Regions from separate parts of the Callithrix jacchus genome. Here region 2 is linked to region 1. Evidence: chromatin contacts called from public Hi-C data. All regions are on one chromosome and are shown on one strand. Each heading gives the region's core, a stretch centred on a gene start, on an enhancer-like site or on the middle of the called end of the contact. The rest is flanking DNA. Distances are from core to core; before and after follow the strand shown.

Region 1 (2,700 bases), core at 66-2,565:
CATGCGATTTAAACTAATCTGAAACACAAATATGAAAGTGATAAATTATTATAGTACACAAATAGAAATATATCTGGAAATGAATAGCTTTTCAGTAGCCAAAATAATACATATCTCTCTATGTAGTCATTTTGTGATTTGCTCCTGAGATGGAACCTATCTGTGGAAACAAATGATTTATTTAGAGTTCTAATTATTCTAGACCTGGAGGGGGCTATCATGAGTATAAAGTTTACATCCAAAATTATCAGTTATCTTTTTGGTTTTTAAAAATCATCATAAACGATTCTACAGATTCTATCTATAGATTCCATATACTTTGCCTGCCCTGGGTTTAACGGCATTTGCAACCTACTCTTGAAGAGGTGAAATAATTGCCGCCATGCGGTGGCAGTGACTGTCTCAACAGTGAGAAACATGGAGGTTTTTGGGTAACTGAAGCAACAAGGCATGGAGACAGCAGCTTCTACACAACGTCAAGCGTGACTCTCCCAGGGACCAGGATCCTTTTCGCACAGATATTCCCTTTCCTTAACCTCATCTGTGCTTCGACTCAAGAAGCTTTGCTGCTAAGTTTCACTGAGGGTCAAAACACAATGCAGGGCCGGGCACAGTGCCTCACGCCTGTAATCCCAGCACTTGGAGAGGCCGAGGCAGGTGGATCACTTGAGCTCAAGAGTTTGAGACCAGCCTGGCCAACATAGTGAAATCCTGTCTCTACTTAAAATACAAAAATTAGCTGAACATTGTGGTGCATGCCTGTAATCTCAGCTACTTGGGAGGCTGAGGCAGGAGGATTGCTTGAACCTGGGAGGCAGAGGTTACCGCGAGTTGAGATCGCCCCACTGGACTCCAGCCTGGGCAATAGAGTGAGACTCTGTCTCAAAAAAAAAAATGCAGCATTATAACAAATTCTGACCAAAGGAAAAAATAGTGAAAAAGAAGACCTGCCATCTGTGTGCCCCATGTTCTCTACATACGTTGGCTTATTTCATCTTCTAAGTGTCACTTGGGATCACAGAGACACCCAGAGCTCAGCTTTGGCCTCACGTTCAGCTGAAACCCTGCTGTCTGCCTGTGCTTCCTCTCTGGAAGCCTGCTGCAACCTTATTTATGTCACTCCTGAACCTGCATCTGATCAATGGTCATCTCCTTGCATAGGTTACCACTGTATCTAATCATTGTGAGAACATTAGTGATACAAATGTGGTGTGACATTTTAATTTGTTGTTAGTATTAAAATTCAGTATTCACTTTTATTTTATTTTATTTTTTATTTTATTATTATTATTTTTTGAGACGGAGTTTTGCTCCTTTTACCCAGGCTGGAGTGCAATGGCACGATCTCGGCTCACTGCAACCTCCGCCTTCTGGGTTCAGGCAATTCTTCCGCCTCAGCCTCCTGAGTAGCTGGGAATACGGCCACGCACCACCATGCCCAGGTAATTTTTTGTATTTTTAGTAGAGACGGGGTTTCACCATGGTGACCAGGATGATCTCGATCTCCTGACCTCGTGATCCACCCGCCTTGGCCTCCCAAAGTGCTGGGATTACAGGCGTGAGCCACTGAGTCCAGCCCCACCTTTAAATCTAGGTAAAGATTCTATGTGAAACTTGAAGTGGAAAACCTCCTTTAAGTGTTTAGAGATTGGAATTCTATCATTCAGTCAAAGTATGAATCATATGTATTATTACAAAACTGTGGTGAGTGCAAGAGTCATTAATCTGTGTAAAAGAAAGCATGCTTTAAGATATATATCTTTTATTGAGTCCACAAATATACATGGAAATTTAGATGATAATACATGCCAGAATATAAAAGATTAATAGGCCAGACACAGTAGCTGACACCTATAATCCCAGCACTTTGGGAGGCCAAGGCAGGAGGATTGCTTGAGGGCAGGAGACCAGCCTTGGCCAACATAGTAAGACCCCATTTCTACAAAAAAAATATTTTTAATGTAGCCAGGTGTGGTAGTAGGAACCTGTAGTCTCAGCTACTTGGGAGGCTGAAGCAGGAGGATCGCTTGAGTCCAGGAGGTTGAGGCTTCAGTGAGCTGTGATCACACCACTGCACTCCAGCCTGTATGACAATGTGAGACTCTGCCTCAAAAAAGAAAAAATCACAAGGAGGAAAAACTCCCAAATCATTCTACATCAAGGCATGTTATATATCATCTTTGATTCAGATGTAATACAGACCAAAGGGAGAAAAGTAGAATATTTATATTAAAATGAGCAAGTCAAACACTTGCTCCTCTAACAGTCATGGGTGGAAGTGGGCTCTGTCTATTTGTGTGTATGGTAGGCAGCTGGCTGTAGAGATATTTTGCTGACAGTGGAGAAATTATTGTATCTTCCCCATCATGTCACACTTATAACATTTTGACATGATGTTTTATCATTAAAGTTGTAGGATAAAAACTTTAATGATAAAAACATGTCAATGTGGCGGGTTGAATGCAAGAATGGCTTGAATTCTCTCCCCCTGCTCATATTCAGGCCCTGGAAATGTGACTCTGGAGCCCCTCCCACCAGGAGGTGGAGTCTGTTTCCCACACTTAGAATCTGGGCGGCTCTGTGAGTTTCTTTACCAAACAGAATGTGGCAGAAGTGACCGTTCTGAACTCAGTTCTCGGGAGGCCTTGCAAGCTTCCATTCCCATCCTTTGAACCCTCTCATGCCCTGAAGGCAAGCTCA
Region 2 (2,700 bases), core at 117-2,616, 83 kb before region 1:
TTGCTGCCCCCAGTCTGGCCTCTTTCTGCTATACTGTTGCTTCTCCTGAAATAACAAAATAACAATTTTATGATTTATAAATATATCTAGACATTCCCATAAACCTCCACCCTCCCGGGTTCCTCTTTGGGAATCTCCCTGTAACAAAAGGCAAATTAACAAGAGAGAAACAAACAGAAGTTTAACAGTATGTGTATCTCCTGAATACCTGGGCGATGACCCAGAACAGTGAGGAATTCTCTAGGGTAGATCCCAAAGAGCTTAAATACCATCTTTGTTTCTTTGAAGCAAAGACAGAAGGGTGCCTAAGCCTGGTGGTTTTGGAAAAGCTTTCTAAGTTTTTCTACGAGGTGTACTTCTTAAATTGTGCGGAAATGTGATCGCCAGCATTCAGAGGGACAAGGTCCTTCCTGAAAGGATTCAGGTGGACCTGGAAGTGTGTCACTGGAAGAGCTCCTCTGAGTGCTCACCTGAGAGCAGAAAACTGTCCCGAGAAGCAAAGCACCGAGGACTTGGGACCGAGGAGCATCCTCAGGCAATGCAAAGGCACATGCCCTTGGGGGACAGGAGCTGTGCTTGGCCCTGCCTTAGAGAGAGCAGGAGCAGGCTCTTTGCTAAAGGAAAGGACAGAGTGGCTCTGGAAAATCTGTCCAGAGTGTGAGGGGATGGGGGAGAATACTGGGGCCAGGCGTTGCGGCTGATCTGAAACAGCCACAGTGTCACATGCAAGGGCCCGGCCCAGTGTTTCATCCCGAATGCTGAGGACGTCCAGGCATTCAGCTGGCACTGATTGCATCGGACACAGAGCCCAGGAGCCTGGCCCAGTCACGAAAGCACAAGGCCAGCCCAGGACAACAAGAAAGAGCCGCGCACAGAGCTCCAGGCTCTCACAGAGACTGAGAAGCAGTGCTTGGTTACAAGGCTGTGCTGGGATTCCCAGGGGCAGTTGGGACTCTTAGTTGGGTCATCAGCAAAACAGAGGTACAAACATTTTTAAAAACTCACCGAAGTTCTGATTTTGCAATGAAAATATGGAAGAAGGCTCTTCTGACTTCAGCGCACATGCCATTTGCATCCCGTATGATTACCTGCTTGTCTATTTTTGTGGCACCACAGTGTCCTCACACCTTAGGCCTCTAAAACCTCATGGTGTGGCTAAGAATGAGGCTCGAGAGTTCTGGAAAGAGAAGACAAAGAAAGCAAAACCTCATTAGGCTTTTGGGCATTTAGGAAAGAATGTGCATTGAATTTTCCTTTTGGTGCCAAGTAAAACTGAAGATGCCCCCATTTTTGCCAGAATTCACCCTCCTGGCATTTTCATACCAGTCTCCTCTTCTCTAGTGTCATCTCCCATCCCAAGGGCTGAGAAGGCAGGGTTAGGCCCCACGGTTTGCCTTATGATCATGTTTCTGTGGCTCATTCTCCAACAAAATCCATTACTCCTGCTGCCTCTTTTCTGGTTTCATCTCTCACAGCTTTAATTCGTCTTCATAAAGATTGTTCCAGCTGGGCACAGTGGCTCATGCCTGTGACCTAGCACTCAGAGGTCGAATCTGTAGGATTGTTTGAGGCCAGGAGTTCAAGGCCGGTCTGGGCAACATAGCGCTGTTACCAGAAAAGAGTCCCATCCAGACCCCAAGAGCGGGTTCTTGGATCTTGTGCAAGAAGGAATTTAGGGCAAGTCCACAGTGCAAAGCAAAAGTAAGTTTATTAAGAAAGTAAAGGGGTGAAAGAATAGCTACTCCACAGACAGAGCAGGGTGTTCTCGAAAGTAAGAGGAGAAACGCGTCCTCCCTGGGTACAGTGCTCATCTATATACAGGATTAAAAACAAGATCATGGGGAGATGTACTCTGCTACCAGGGTTTGTGATAAAGGGTTAATTTTCTTAATTTATTTTGCAAGAATCGATATTATTATCTTTAAAGCAAAATTAGGAATGCACCTATTCTCAAGCTATTGGGATATCAGGAGACTCCTAAGTCTGGGTCTGTTTCGTAAATGTTATCAACCTGTTCCCTTAACTGTAAACATCTGGAGGCTAAGAATCCCTAACTTTCTAGGAATGCAGCCCAGCAAGGCCCAGCCTCATTTTTCCTAGCCCTCACTCAAGATGGAGTTGCTCTGGCTCAGACACGTCTGACAGGGAGACCCAGCTAGGAACCTATGAAGGGTCGAGGAGAAAATTGTTTTCACTCCTCTACACAAGCACTCTCATTCTCCCAGTCATCTAGGTTTGTGCCAATAGAAGTTTTGAATATTAGCATTTTTGTTAGTTATTTTGTCCTGTAAATCTTCCTTTCCCAATGGCTTCTGAAATCTGTATTTTCATTTCCAAAAAAATTCCTCTAGAATTCATGCTTTTATGTTATTTCCTGTTTGGCAAGTAACAATGTCAATTCATACATGTTTTGGGGGTGAAATGATGGAAGAAAGCCCATTTGCAAGCCAGCATCAGAGGAGGGGTAACTGGGAGGCAGGGACAATGCATGAATTACCCGCAGGGTGTAGCAGGCCCTCTACACAGGCTGACCGAATGCTAGTTAGAAGGAAAAGACAGGAGAAGACACCCACCTGGTCTTTCTTCCAGTCTCTGATCTTGCTAATCCAGCCTACTCAACGTTCATAAATATTCACATTTCCAGGTTATTCCCGTGTTCAAAATGTTCAGTCTCCTATTAAATAAATCCTTTCTGTGTCA

The links. Hi-C and Micro-C count contacts between places; a contact is called where the count stands out from the background.
Region 2: a contact with region 1 is called in a Hi-C map of induced pluripotent stem cells, with 3 times the contacts expected there. The contact joins the enhancer-like site here to the promoter of CPAP in region 1. A contact is called at or near these places in 3 of 3 Hi-C or Micro-C datasets (induced pluripotent stem cells and skeletal muscle).

The regions. Positions count from the first base shown.
Region 1 is chr5:144,266,069-144,268,768 of calJac240_pri, reverse strand. CPAP (centrosome assembly and centriole elongation protein) reads left to right here and starts at 1,315. Exons shown (of 19, transcript XM_054256719.2): 1 at 1,315-1,442.
Region 2 is chr5:144,348,722-144,351,421 of calJac240_pri, reverse strand. No RefSeq gene overlaps it. Among named protein-coding and RNA genes, the nearest start is that of PABPC3, 21 kb to the right of the region's middle. Within about 2 kb of position 1,366, at least 3 of the 16 cell types and tissues checked have an H3K27ac peak or open chromatin away from gene starts, as enhancers often do.